2 separate regions of the Pan troglodytes genome follow, and region 1 is linked to region 2. Evidence: chromatin contacts called from public HiChIP or PLAC-seq data. All regions are on one chromosome and are shown on one strand. The core of a region is the stretch at or near the end of the contact, and the rest is flanking DNA. Distances in the headings are between cores, read along the strand shown.

Region 1 (7,025 bases), core at 1,973-4,472, 120 kb before region 2:
CAAAATAGCTCATTGCCTCTATCTTGTGGAGGATGCAGGAGGCATTGGAAGGCAACGGGGCTTCTGTTATATGCACAGTTTCCACTGGGCTCTCTCATGTTACCTCAGTATGGTTCATTCCCTGAGTGTGAGTATCTGTATGACTTCCACTTGCTAGTGAGGGGCTACCACCATCTTCTAAAAGTGCTCTGCCAGACTCGGCTGACTGCCTGTCAATTGTGGGAGAGAAACAGCTTTGTGTCCCGTTTCTGGGGATGAGGCTGGGAGAAGGGTGTGAGTGTACACAGGGACAACTTCCTCTGATCTCAGCACTGTCATCTGATCAAGCTAACAACATCCATTTGGCCACTGCTGGGTGCCTACATGACATTCCACACAATGTCCGGGGAGACAGAGAAGGTGAGCATGTCCTAGGCCGCAGGAACCTCAATACCAAAAGAAGGGGTCAGGACAACCAGGTACAACATTCCTTGAGAACAAAAACAGCAAAGAGAAACAGCTTAGTACCTAAGATCCCAAGCTCTGGCACTGACAGGCCTGGGTTTGAATACGAGCTCAGGCACTAAATAATCCTGTGGCCTTAAGCCATTTGCTTAACTTCTTTGAGACTCAGTTCCATTCTGAAATTGAGGGCAGTAATATTTGAAAATCAGGACAATAATATTTGGTTGAACCATATGAAACCGTCATTTAACCATTTTCCAACCTTCAAAATGGCCATTTCATATATCACATCATGCAGGGCTTTTTGAGAATTAAAGGAGATATTACAAAAGCCTGGTGCACACTAAGTACTCAATAAATGACTGTTATTGTTGTAATCAGCAAACAAAAGGCAAACCAATAGCATCTAGAACATAAGAGAAGATGTGGCCCAAAGATGTGCTCACGAGGCTGGGCACGGTGGCTCACGCCTGTAATCCCAGCACTTTGGGAGGTGGAGGCAGGCGGCTCACCTGAGGTCAGGAGTTCAACCAGACTGGCCAACATGGTGAAACCCTGTCTCTACTAAAAATACAAAAATTAGCCAGGTGTGGTGGCGCATGCCTGTAATCCCAGCCACTTGGGAGGCTAAGGCAGGTGAACTGCTTGAACCCTGGAGGCGGATGATGTAGTGAGCTGAGATTGCACCACTGCACTCCAGCCTGGGCGACAGAGAGAGACTCTGGCTCAAAAAAAAAAAAAAAAAAAAAAAAGATGTGCTCACTACCAGATCTAACTCTGGAGATCTGGAGAGGAGGTCATATGATTTTTTAAGTTATTTTAGAACATTGAACAAAAGGGTATATAGTGCAAAGTAAGGCTTCTTCCCACGCCTGTACTTCAGCCATAGTTCTCCCCAGCGGCAACCACTGTTACAGGTTTCTGTGTGTTCTCTCAGAGATATTCAGAGCATCTACAGGCATTCATACGTATGTGGCATTCACACACCCACCCAAAAATCGTGGCCCACCATACACACTGTACTCAACAATGTAACTTAGAGATATTCCTACATCAAAATATATATCTGCCACATTTTCTCTGCATGCTTTGTAACAGCTTTAATTTATCCTATCGTGTGGCTTTTTACATGATCTTATTGAAGGGTTCCTTATTGATGGACATCTAGATTGTTTCCAACCTTTTGCTAAACAATGCTGCAATGAATATTCAATGATGTACACCATTTCATATACATCAGAGTATATCTGAAGGATAAAGTCCCAGAAAATGGAATTTAGGGGTAAATGATGTACACTTTAAATTGCCAGACATTTCTTTGGATTTTTTTTTCTATCAGGAATGGGAGGAACATGCTCTCCCCTACAGCTGGTGACTTCTGAAGAGGGCAGAAGAGGCTCCACATTTTTTCAGCTTAGTTGTTAGTTTCAATGAGTTTGGGGCCACAGGCTGCACCCCACAATTGCCCAACTCTGAGCAGGCCCCCTCAGCAGTCTATGGGAAGGTGGTAGAAGTGGACTGAACCATACGTTAGGAATTTAGGAGGCTTGGGTTTCAGTTATGGCTCTTCCACTTTTTAGCTATGTGACCATGGGCATATCACAACAATTTTTTTTTTAACAGACAGGATCATCAGCCTCCCAAGTAGCTGGGACTACAGGCCCACACCACCATACCCAGCTAATTTTTAAATTTTTATTTATTTGTAGACACAGGGTCTCCGTATGTTGCCCAGGCTGGTCTTGAACTCCTGGCATCAAGCTCTCCTCCTGCCTTGGCTTCCCAAAGTGCTGGGATTACAGGCATAAGCCACTGCAACTGGCCTAAATCACAACTTTTCAGAGTCCCAGTTTCCTCCTTTGGAAAAATGGGGCCAATAATATGCAGAAACACTAATACCGATGTTCTATAAAGCGTTCAGTGATGGTACTAGCCCTATACACAGTGTCTGTCACATAGAAGACAGTCCAAAAAGTTTGATGAAGGAAGTGATAATTCTCCCACTGAATTTTTTAAATGGTCTTTCAAGTGTTTTACCTGAACCAAGGCTCTGTCTTGGAAGAGTTTTATGAGGTGGATTCATAGTAAAAAGCTATGGAGGAGATATCCTGGCAAGCAGAAATCCCACAAGGAGAGGAGTTTCCTTCCAGATGAGGCTCTTCACCGCCTCTGCCACCCCCACTAAGGCCCCTGGTTCCTGGCGACCGAGTCCTCGCTAAGACTCCTAGGACACAATGCTCTGTGTCATTCGGCGCCCAACCTGTTTTCTTTTCTGCTTGAATGACCTGCTCCTAGGAGTCGAGCCTGAGCCATAGGGTCCCTAAGAGAACACTCAGAAATCACAGAAGAAATAACCTAAGGTGAGATGGGGAGGGGTGCGGGAAGGGGTGAAAGGGAGCGAGCACCGATAGCAAGGTGGCAGCCTGCACGTCCGCTCCGAGGGCCCTTCCCAGGAGCGGCTGGATCTGACCGATCCCCAAGTCCAGGTACTCCCGGGGGAGGCTCCTCCTGGCCTCGAGGCGCGAGTCCCCTGGGGCGCCCGGCTTCCCAAGCCGGACCCGCGCTCCAGCGCTCCCCACCGCTGGGAGCTCGCTTCCAGGTAGGGAGGCACCTGCTCGGGATCGTCCTCCGGGCCCGAGGGGCCGTCCCCCGCGCGCAGCCTGACGCCCTCCCCCGCGGCGCAGCCCCAGCTCACCACAGCGGCGGGAGCGCCGGTCGCTCACCTCCAGCGAGCTCGCGGCCGTCCCCGCCGCGCACTGGGCACACGGGCGCCCTCGGGCCGCCGCCGCCGCCGACCTTGCGTCGCTCTCGCCGGAGTCCCGGGCTGCCGCCGGTTCTCCGCTCCCCGGCAGCAGGGGTCGCGGGCTGCGGGGCGGGGCGAGGCTGGAGCGGGAGGGGTGCCCGCGGGCTCGCTGCACAAAGCCCGGCCGAGCCTTGCTGCGCCCCATTCAACGCTCCGCCGGGCGCCCTCCTCCCCTCGGCTCCCCGCCCGCTCCTTAAAGGCAGAGCGCTGGGCTCAGCTCTCCAGGCAGCTCGCGGAGAGGCACAGGAAATGACCTCAGCAGGCTCCAGCCTCCCACTTCTCCGCACCGCTGGGCTCGTCCCTGGGGCGGCAGGGAGGGCGGCGGGGTGTCCCGGGCGCCGGCCCGGAGCTCTCTGAGGAGGCCGCACCAGCTGCCGCAAGGGGCGGCCAGAGCGCCCCGGGGATCTGCTTGGCCCCAAATAGCGGGGGACCCTCGCGGGCTGCGGGACAAGACCAGACCGTCTCCGCCAAAGGTTCCAGCGTTCTCCTGGCCACCTGTGGGAACTGTAACGTCTGGATATTTGGAACAGAAGTCCATATTTCAGTCTGGCAGACCAAATGTTCTGAGTTGCAATTTGCAGGAGAAAGAAAAAGAAAAAATAAGTTACGACAGCCCAGAGAGTAACTTACTTGCTTATTTTCTGGTCTCGCTATGTTGCCCAGGCTGGACTCGAACTCCGGAGCTCAAGTGATCTTCCCGCCTGGGCCTCCAGGCCAGCTTATGTATATGTTATTTTAAAGGAGGGCCCAGGAGGACCCTGGCTGCCAGGCAGTTTGCAGGGCAGTCATGAGCGTGCCCCTGTGCTCCTCGTTCTCAGACATTTGCAGATCTCAGATCGCCCAAAGCAATCTCATACCCAGAGGGGTTGGAAAACTCAACATTTGGCTAGGTGAGCCTGGAGTAAAGAAGATGCAAATAGAGACGATTGCAGGGAGGGATCCACACTTCAAAACAGAGCCTTCTTCCTCAACCCTGCAGGCTCTCTGTCAGTGAAGGACTGAACAGAAGCAAAATACCGTCAGCGCCTGTTTCTCCAAATGGTCCTTGGAAGACTCATCCCAGGCACCATGAAGAACACCCCCACCCTGGGTTTGAATCTGAATCTCTTAACTAAAGTTCCCCAGGCAATTCTCACGTAGAAGCTTTGAGAGCCCAGACACTAAGGAAAGCTGGTAGTGCAGGAGGCCAAACGTGAGAGTTTAACTGGGCCAGTGGGACTTCAATGGCTGAACTTGCAAACGGCTTTATAGCGTGGGGATTGGGATAGATTAGCCCCATTTTGTGGGACAATGCTCAGGCTATCCACTTCAACATTCCAGAAGTTCCGTAAGGAAGCCCAAAAACACATTCTCTGGATTTTGCTAAGAAGACATTAATTCATTCATTCACTTTTTTTTTTTTTTTTGGTCATAGGTTCTTCTTGTTCTGTTCTCCAGGCTGGATTGCAGTGGCACAATCATAGCTCACTGTAACTTGAACTCCTGGGCTCAAGCAATCCTCCCATCTCAGCCTCATGAACAGCTGGGACTATAGGCACATGCCACTATACCCAGCAAAAAAAAAAAAAAAAAAAAATTTTTTTTTTTTTTTAGTAGAGGTGGGGTCTCATTTATGAGACCAGCTCAGGCTGGTCTCGAACTCCTGGACTCAAGAAATCCTCCTGCCTCGGCCTCCCAAAGTGCTGGGATTACAGGGATGAGCCACCGCACCTCGGCCCAGAACTCATTTAATATAACTTTGTTATATAGTGAAAAGAGTCGCACCATGGAGAGTGGAATGGGAGAAGCATGCTCTCCCCTATAGCTGGTTACTTCTGAAGAGGGCAGAAGAGGCTCAGTTGTTAGTTTCAATGAGTTTGGGGCCATACAGTGCATCTCACCATTGCCCAACTCTGAGCAGGACCCCTTGGCAGTCTGTGGGAGGGTGGTAGAGGTGGACTGAACCCTACATTAGGAATTTAGGAGGCTTGAGTTTCAGTTATGTCTCTTCCACTTTTTAGCTATGTGACTTGGGCAAGTTACAACTTTTGTTGTTGTTGTTATTTTCTTTTAAGAGATAAGATCTTGCTCTGTTGCCTAAGCTAGAATGCAGTGGCAATCATAGCTCATTGCAGCCCAGAACTCCTAGGCTCAAGCAGTCCTTCTGCCTCAGCCTCCCAGGTAGCTGGGACTATAATACCCACCATCACCCCTAGAGCCCCATTCTTTGGATATTAGCTTATTATTACAAGTGACCTGACAAAGGAGAATGGAGGATGGAACAGAGAGATGAGAAGAAAAGCCATCATGTGCCTGAGTTGAAGGATATGCTAGGGCATTCTTGTGAAAGAAGATGAGGCCGGGATGGGGACTTGTCAACTGGTCTGAGCCAATTTAGTCCTTCGATGATTGTATTAGCTGCCATGGGACATGAGAGGTGAGAGGAGGCCATTCGTCTTCTTTTCTGTAATCTCCTGCAGGTGGGATATTAAAAATAGTTAAGGCCAAATTCTGCCAAATATACATGTATTGGCAAGCTGGCACAAAACAGTCACACAGCCTGCTTCAAGAAAGTCGGGCAGTTGGCCTGCTCTGGCTCTCACACTCCATTCATGCAAGGGCAAATAATCTTCCTGGCCAACTCCATGTTTAGAAAACTGCTTATTTCACCAATAAAAGATTATTTCTAGCATCCCTCAAGCACGTTAAGCCCTTGGGTGTATATTTTGATGTTGTTTGAAGTGCTTATGTAACCATTTTCTGGAGTGCGGATTCCTGATTAGGGCACTTCAGATGCTAACTAACCACTCTAGGAGTTACAGGAGAGTCACTTTATATACACACACCACATGGTTTAGGCTGGAATGTTTAAAAAATAAATTCCTACAGAGTCAATATTACAGCATCTTAGTCTGGGCCTTGTTCCTTGGACAGCACTATGGGAGGGAAAGGGGAACTTGGAACTGGCCAGAGCTCAGTTCAAGCTTTATCACTTAAGTGGTGGTGGGACCTTGGGGCAGTTGCTTAAGGTTTCTGAATTAATTCCATGTTTGTAAAATAATGATGATAATAATTCTGGCCTCTTAGGGTTGTTGAAATGATTAAATGAGATAGTATGTTGTCTGGCATGCAGCAAGTGATCTATAAATGGAAGCTTTTGTTATTTATTCTTTGAACAAATATTGGCTGGAGTTTACGAGAGATCTTGTAAATCTCTGTTTACAAGATTGCAATGGATAAGCAGATGGCTTGAGAGACAGGAATAACTCTAGGAGAGCTGGTGAAATGGTTGACAATTCATCTTCCCTTTTACGAGCCTTCTAGAAACCCTGCTTCCCATCCCTACCTGCTTTCTCTGAGCTCCAAAGAGACCCTCTCCTATATCACCAAAAAAGCCTCAAATCAAGGGATCCCCTCCTCCTGCCTCAGGACCTGGTTCTCAGTTGCTGTTGGAAGGGGAAGAGAGGGGAGAAGAAGGAGAAGGGAGTCTCAGACTCCCAGGAAACTTGAGGCCAGTCCTAGTCCAGGCTTCTGCTCTCTGCCTTGGGTCACAAAGAAGTCAGGAGGTTACTTCTACTGCTGAATCTTTGGGAGCAATTTGGCTCTTCGGTGATTGTCAGGATTAGCCACCATGGGACATGAGAGGTGAGGTAACCATGGGTTAGAGCAGAGTGTCAAGAGTCACCATCTAAGTGGGGCTAGGAAGGCAGTGATTGAACATGCAGAGAAGGGCCAGTTAGGAAGGAAAGGAAATGGCCCAGTGGCTAAATCCTCAGTGTGTGTGTGAGTGTGTATGTGT
Region 2 (6,222 bases), core at 1,552-4,051:
CCCTCTCACTGCAGGATGCTCTGATGCAGGTCGCTGCTGGGGGCATTACCCTGTATTTGCCAGGAGCCAGCCTTGAGCTCTGTTAGCCTGTATTCTGGCCCTGGTTTTACCACTAACTGGCTGCAAGACCTTGGACAAGTCATTTTATTTCCCTGGGCTTTGAGGGTCCTCATTTATAAAATGAAGCATCCGGATTTGGTGATCTTTAGGGATTAGATTCTGATTCTGTGATTCCGATAAACTCAAGAAGTCCAGGCATTTATTGTGAATAAGTTTCCATGATTTATCCTTTTCCACTCTATGTATCTTAAACAGGGGATTCTTATCTGAAGCTAAAGGAATGAATCTCTAATGATAGATTCTCACATCAGGCTGTGAGTCACCTATACTTAAACACAGACCTAATAGTTTTCTGCAACTCAGCACCCTAGGCATTATCTGTCCCTGTCCCTTCGGGACAAAAAGGGGAGGAGCTGAGAGGGCCAGGGACCCTTCCACATCAGCCTCCAGGCCTGAGAGGGAGAGGAGGGGTGTCTCTCTGAAAGCTTCTTGCTCGTCCCTGCCCCCTCCCCCAGCTGTTTACTGCTGTCTGCTTCCTTCTGTCTCCATCCTCTTCCCTATGGGTGAGTTGGGCTTATGTCATCATGGTTCCCTGGTGGGCTGGTGGCTCAGCCACCACAGCCTGGGGAAGGAAGGGGTATGACTCATGCCCCAGATCCAGTGAGTCAGGCAGGGTGGGCTGGACCAGGGGTTTCCTAGGACAGGAAGCAGGTTCTAGGTGTGCCTTAACTTCTTCCTGGCAGGAGCCCTGCCAGGAGAAGGTATCCATCTCTCTCCCATTCCCATTTCTGTGAATTCATTCAAGAACCCCTCCTGCCAAAGAAAATGCCACTTCTTCTAAGCCTCAGAAGATTGTGTCTGGGTGGGGCCAAGACAGCCCCTTTGAGGAAGGAGATGGATAGACCACAGTTAGAGCCGAAGAGGATGAGAACTTCCCAGCTCAACCTCTCAAGTCCTGGCTTTCAGCCCAGCTAGGTTTCAGAGCTGGGACAATTCCTTAGGAGGCAAGAGTATTTGCAATGCCCTGGAGCTGCATAACCTTGGGCAAGTTATTTAACTACTTGGATTCAGTTTCCTTGACTGGAAAATGACATAATAAACACCTCATGGGGTTGTTGTGCATTAGATAAACCCTAGCACCTACTACTACAGGCCTGGCTTCAGAAGGTGACCAGCCGATGTTCATTCTGAATTGGAATGGAAGCCCCACTGCTTTGGGGCTTCCTGGGAAGTCTGAAGGCCAGTTAGTGCAGAAGGCTAGAGTGGGCCATTGGGCTGGCACGCAGTGACCCAGACCCTGCGAGTTTTCCTTGGGGCTGGCAGGTGGGAGTGGGGTTGGGGGGATGTAATATGTCTACTACAGACATGTAGAAGCAACACTGTGTCCAGAGCTCCAGGGCAGGGACTGGCCTGGGAGCTGGCTTCAGTCTGGTTCTGAAAGGCACCCCCCGCCTTCCACAAGCTGCTTCACCTTCTTCCTCTCTAGAGCCTTCTCTTCCCTTACAGGCATCTGAGGGCCTTTCCCATGCCTGGTGAAGAGTCCTGACAGGGCCCTTCAAACTGGAGCACAAATAATATGGGCCGGCCCCATGACTCTTGCCCACAACCCCAGCACTTTGGGAGGCTGAGGCAGGAGGACTGCTTGAGCCCAGGAGTTCGAGACCAGTCTGGACAATATAGTGAGACCCTGTCTCTATAAATAAAAATAAATTTTAAAAAAATGTGTGACTGTGTTCTAAGGATTGTTAGACAGAATCAGTACTACTTGACTGAGTTTCCTTCTGTTCCAGGCTCCAATATGGCCTGATAGAACATTGTTGTTGATCCTGTCTATTTAAAATGTTAGCATTTTGTTCATCGTGGATTTTTTGACATTGATTTTGATTTTAAAAAATGCATTAAAATATTATTTTTCTAGGTCTTACACGGTGGCTCTTGCCTGTAATCCCAGCACTTTGGGAAGCCCAGGCCGGAGGATTGCTTGAGGCCAGGAATCAAGACCAGCCTGGGCAACATAGCAACACCCTATCTCTACAAAAAATAAAAATAAACCAGCCAGGCATGGTGGTGCACTCCTGTAGTCCTAGCTACTTGGGGAGCTGAGGCAGGAGGATCTTAAGCCCAGAGTTTAAGGCTGCAGTGAGCTATGATCACACCACTGCACTCCAGCCTGGGTGACAGAGAAAGACCCTGTCTCAAAAAACAAACAAAAAACCCCAAAAAACCAATCATCTCTCTCTCTATATAATTTGTCTAGGTTACTGGACTCCTTGGTGCCCCCTTAAATTTTGTCCTTAATGATGGAATTTTCGGCTTCATCTTTTTTGAGGGAGCGGGGTATATCTTGGGGACAGGGGGCCCTGCAAACTGTGTCTGCCGCCTTAAAACTGTGACCTTCCTGTTACTGAGAGGTCTTCTCTGCCCCCATCAGAGGCCAGGATAAAATTCCCATACCAGTTTCGGCTCACCCACTGTCCCATCTCCTACTTGCAATGAGCTCAGGAATGGCTCCAAATCCTGGAGTCCTGTCGGTTATGTTCAATTCGATAAGCGTTCCTCGAGGGCAATGCGCTAAGTGCCCGGGAAGCACCTGGCGAAGGACGCTGAGCAGAGAGACTGGAACAGTGAGCGGCGCGGGGCGCACCTGGATGGGGCGGGGCTGGCCGCTCTGTACCTGGAGGACCAACCACCGACGCTGGAGCACCTTTGGGTGGAAACGTCACGTCAGAAATCCCGACTTGGTCTGACTTCCTGCCCCGGGGCCTCAGGCTCTGGACACGAGCCAGGGAGGCGTCGCCCTGCCGCGTCGGAGCTGCTTCCTGGGCGCCGCGGGCGCGGACTGCGCGGGCTGCGCGGGTGCCGAGGAGCGCGAGGCGCGGGGAAGGCGCACCTGGGGTGGCCCTGGCGTGCGGGCGGCGACATGGAGGACGGCGTGCTCAAGGAGGGCTTCCTGGTCAAGAGGGTGAGTGCGCGTCGAGCCTCGGGACATTGCCCGGGTGGGGCCCCGCCGACGCGGCTCCCTAGAGCGGGGCCAGACGCGCGCCTCGGAACGGGCATGCTCTGGTTCCCATCCCCAACCCCCATGGTGGGACCGGGCCGCCTGTGGCCCTGATGGGCAGAGCTGCATGTTCGAGAGGACGCGGGGTAAGCGATGGCTCAGCGCACAGGCAAGGAGGAGAATCCCACTTGGTTAGTGCAGTATGGAGTCGGGGCAGGGGTACTGAAGCGTGTGTCTTAATTAAAACTTGTTAAAATATTATGAATGGTATGATATTTAAATAATATTTACTAAGATAATATAGGCGTGCTCTGTAATTTACAACCTGTGAAGGAGGAATGCTACTATGTGTCTTAAGCACTTACTGTTGGCCAGCCCTGGATATTGTCTCATGTCATCCTCCCAGCAGCCCTGCTTTCATCAAGGGGGAAAACGAAGCCCAGAGGAGTTAGGGAACTTGCTCGGGGCGGTGAAGGCAGTGGGTGGTGGAGCCAGGATCGGGATCAGACCCACTCAGGTTGACCCAAACCTTTACTGCCTCCCCAGTGCCATACACGGTGGGTACTGACATCACTCTATTACAGATGGGGAAACTGAGGACCAGAAAGATGAAGTAGCTTGCCCAGAGCTCCAGAGCCAGTAATAGCTGGGACAGGAACTGCATGTTCTGACCTTCCCTCCTCAGTCCTTCCCCACCACCCCAGGTGGCCCAGGGCAAACGAGTGCAAACAAAAACTCAGTGCCTGGGATTATGGTAGAAGATGAACAAAAGAGCAGCTGCAAAAGGAAGTTTGTTATTTCAAAATTTTTTCCTGATTTGACCTTTTTTTTTTTTTTTTTTTTTTTTTTTTTTTTTTTGAGACAGGGTCACCCAGGCTGGAGTGCAGTGGCACAATCCTGGCTCACCACAGCCTCGACTTCCCAGGCTCAGGTGATCCTCTCACCTCAGCTTCCCGAGTAGCTGGGACTACAGGTATCCACTACTACGCCCAGCTAATTTTTGTATTTTTTTGTGGAGACAGGGTTTCGCCATGTTTCCCAGGCAGGTCTTGAGGCTAAGGTGATCTGCCCACCTTAGCCTCCCAAGGTGCTGGGATAACAGGCGTGAGCCACCACACAGAGCATAATTTGAACAATGACATTAACACTAACCATTTATACTGCTATGATGGCATAGCAAAGAGACATATAAATCCAGGGCTGAGCTTTCTGGTTCTTCTACTGAGTTTTCAGCTTTGGGAGGGGAATGAAGAGGGATGAGGGGCCCTTCCTTTCATTGCCTCCCGGGGTGGCTGGATCAGCCCTAAAGTCTCAGATCACTTTCATTTTCCCCACAAAATGTGTCCACATGATGTTGCACGTTATTTGGTACAGCAGAGCGGTGGCTGTTTGCTGTAAGCAAGGAGGGTAGAAGCTGATGCCAGATCAAGGGTCAGACTGGATAGAGCAGTACAAAGCGCCACGCCCACTTGCCACTGTGGCTGAACTGATAGGCCGGTTTCTCGCAGCATGTGGAGGTGGCTGCACCTCAGACTACACATGGGGAGTTCCTAATCTCACATTTAACTGCGGCTTGGGAGGTGGGAGGGAGAGTGAGAGCTGGGCACGGGGCTTTTTGTTGGCACTGTTGATATAGCTGGGCCCTGGTAGGGCCTGTGGAGGGATGAAGTTAACATGGAGACAGATCCTTCTGATAGAGCTTTGGGAGTTTTGGAGGCCTTCTCCTGTTCCTGGGGGTTACCTTCCATCATTCCCTATCACCCCCACCACGCTGAGAGTCAGAGGAGGGCTAAGGGCAGAGCCACAGAGCTCCCAGGATATCGCCAGGAGGATGGGACTTCTCTTCTGGGTGGCCTGGTTAGGGAATCCAGGGTGCAGAAAATGAGGAGAGTCAACAGATCTGGTCCCCGTAAACCCTTGGAAAAGACAGGGCTTGGCTGAAATACCTAGAGCTCATTCCAGCCAAACCCAAAGACTGGGATGGAGCCTGACCCTGAGGCAAGCGGAAGTCACACCCCTCCCTGCAGGGTGAAGGATAGGGCCCCAGAACCCTGTTGTGGTCCCAGTCTGCTGAGTAATCCCAACTTTTTCAACCCTCCATATCCCCTCTCCTCTTAGATGGCAATAGCATTCCCTATGTCCACTGGAGAAGTTGCAGGCTGTGGCAGGGGGATTCCATAGTCTTAGGAGAGTTAAGAGCTCAGAGGTGGGGCAGGGCCTGCGTTGGAAGCCGGAGTGCAGAGCAGTCATCACCGGTGAAAGCGAAGTCAGAGGCAGGCAGGGACATGATAGAGTTGGCTCTTAATCCCGCCCAGACGAGAAAGAAGCAGAGTTCCAGGCAAAATGCAAGGAGCTCACTGGGCCTGGCTGTCAGGGGAGTAGGGAGAGGGAAGTGGGAGATGAGCCGTTGAGCAGGAGTGCTTTTCCTGGGAGAAGAGGCAGAAGCACTGCCAGGCGTTCCTGCTGGGCTCATATTGTGAATAACATTGCAATGTGAACATGCTCTGGCCTAGAGATTTTATGTGTAGGGCTCTATCCTTTTTTGTAAAGCTCTGTAAAAGCTTTATAACAAAGAGTTATTTTTATTTTATTTTGTATTTTTGTAGAGATGAGGTCTCACTCTGTTGCCCAGGCTGGAGTACAGTGGCATCAGCAAGGCTCACTGCAGCCTCGACTTCCCAGGCTCAAGCAATCTTCCTGCCTCAGCCTCCCTAGTAGCTGGGACTACAGGTACATGTTACCACACCCAGCTAATGTTTTGTTTTTTGCTTTTTTTTTTATAGCGACAATGTCTCACCATGTTGCCCAGGCTGGTCTTGAACTCCTGGGCTCAAGCAATCCTCCCACCTTGGCCTAAGTGCTGGGATTATAGGTGCCTGGCCAATAAAGGATCATTTATGTGATGAAAAAACTGAAAACCACCTGTCTGTCCCCACCAAATGACTAATTAAATTATGGTTATGCAGATGTTGAATATGTTTATAGTATTAAAATCCGAAGAGTAAAGTGATAAAATGTATGAGTAAAGAAAAAATATGCGTAGAAGAAAAAGACCAGAAGGAGTTCTGGAGGCTAGAGGTGCAAAATCAAGGTGTTGCCAGGGCCGTGCTGCCTCTGAAACTTGTAGAGGAGGATCCTTCCTAGCTTCTGGTGTTTGCAGGCAA

What was found. HiChIP or PLAC-seq counts read pairs in DNA pulled down with a chosen protein or histone mark.
Region 1: an H3K4me3 HiChIP or PLAC-seq map of stem cell-derived excitatory neurons shows a contact between it and region 2, with 2.2 times the contacts expected there. The contact joins the promoter of PLEKHH1 here to the promoter of PLEK2 in region 2. A contact is called at or near these places in 1 of 7 Hi-C or Micro-C datasets (induced pluripotent stem cells) and 1 of 1 datasets of contacts at active chromatin or transcription factors (stem cell-derived excitatory neurons).

The regions. Positions count from the first base shown.
Region 1 is chr15:65,507,489-65,514,513 of NHGRI_mPanTro3-v2.0_pri, reverse strand. It overlaps PLEKHH1 (pleckstrin homology, MyTH4 and FERM domain containing H1), which reads right to left and starts at 3,222. Exons shown (of 30, transcript XR_008539026.2): 1 at 3,140-3,222.
Region 2 is chr15:65,387,735-65,393,956 of NHGRI_mPanTro3-v2.0_pri, reverse strand. PLEK2 (pleckstrin 2) reads left to right here and starts at 2,801. Exons shown (of 9, transcript XM_510017.8): 1 at 2,801-3,022. The coding sequence starts at 2,981.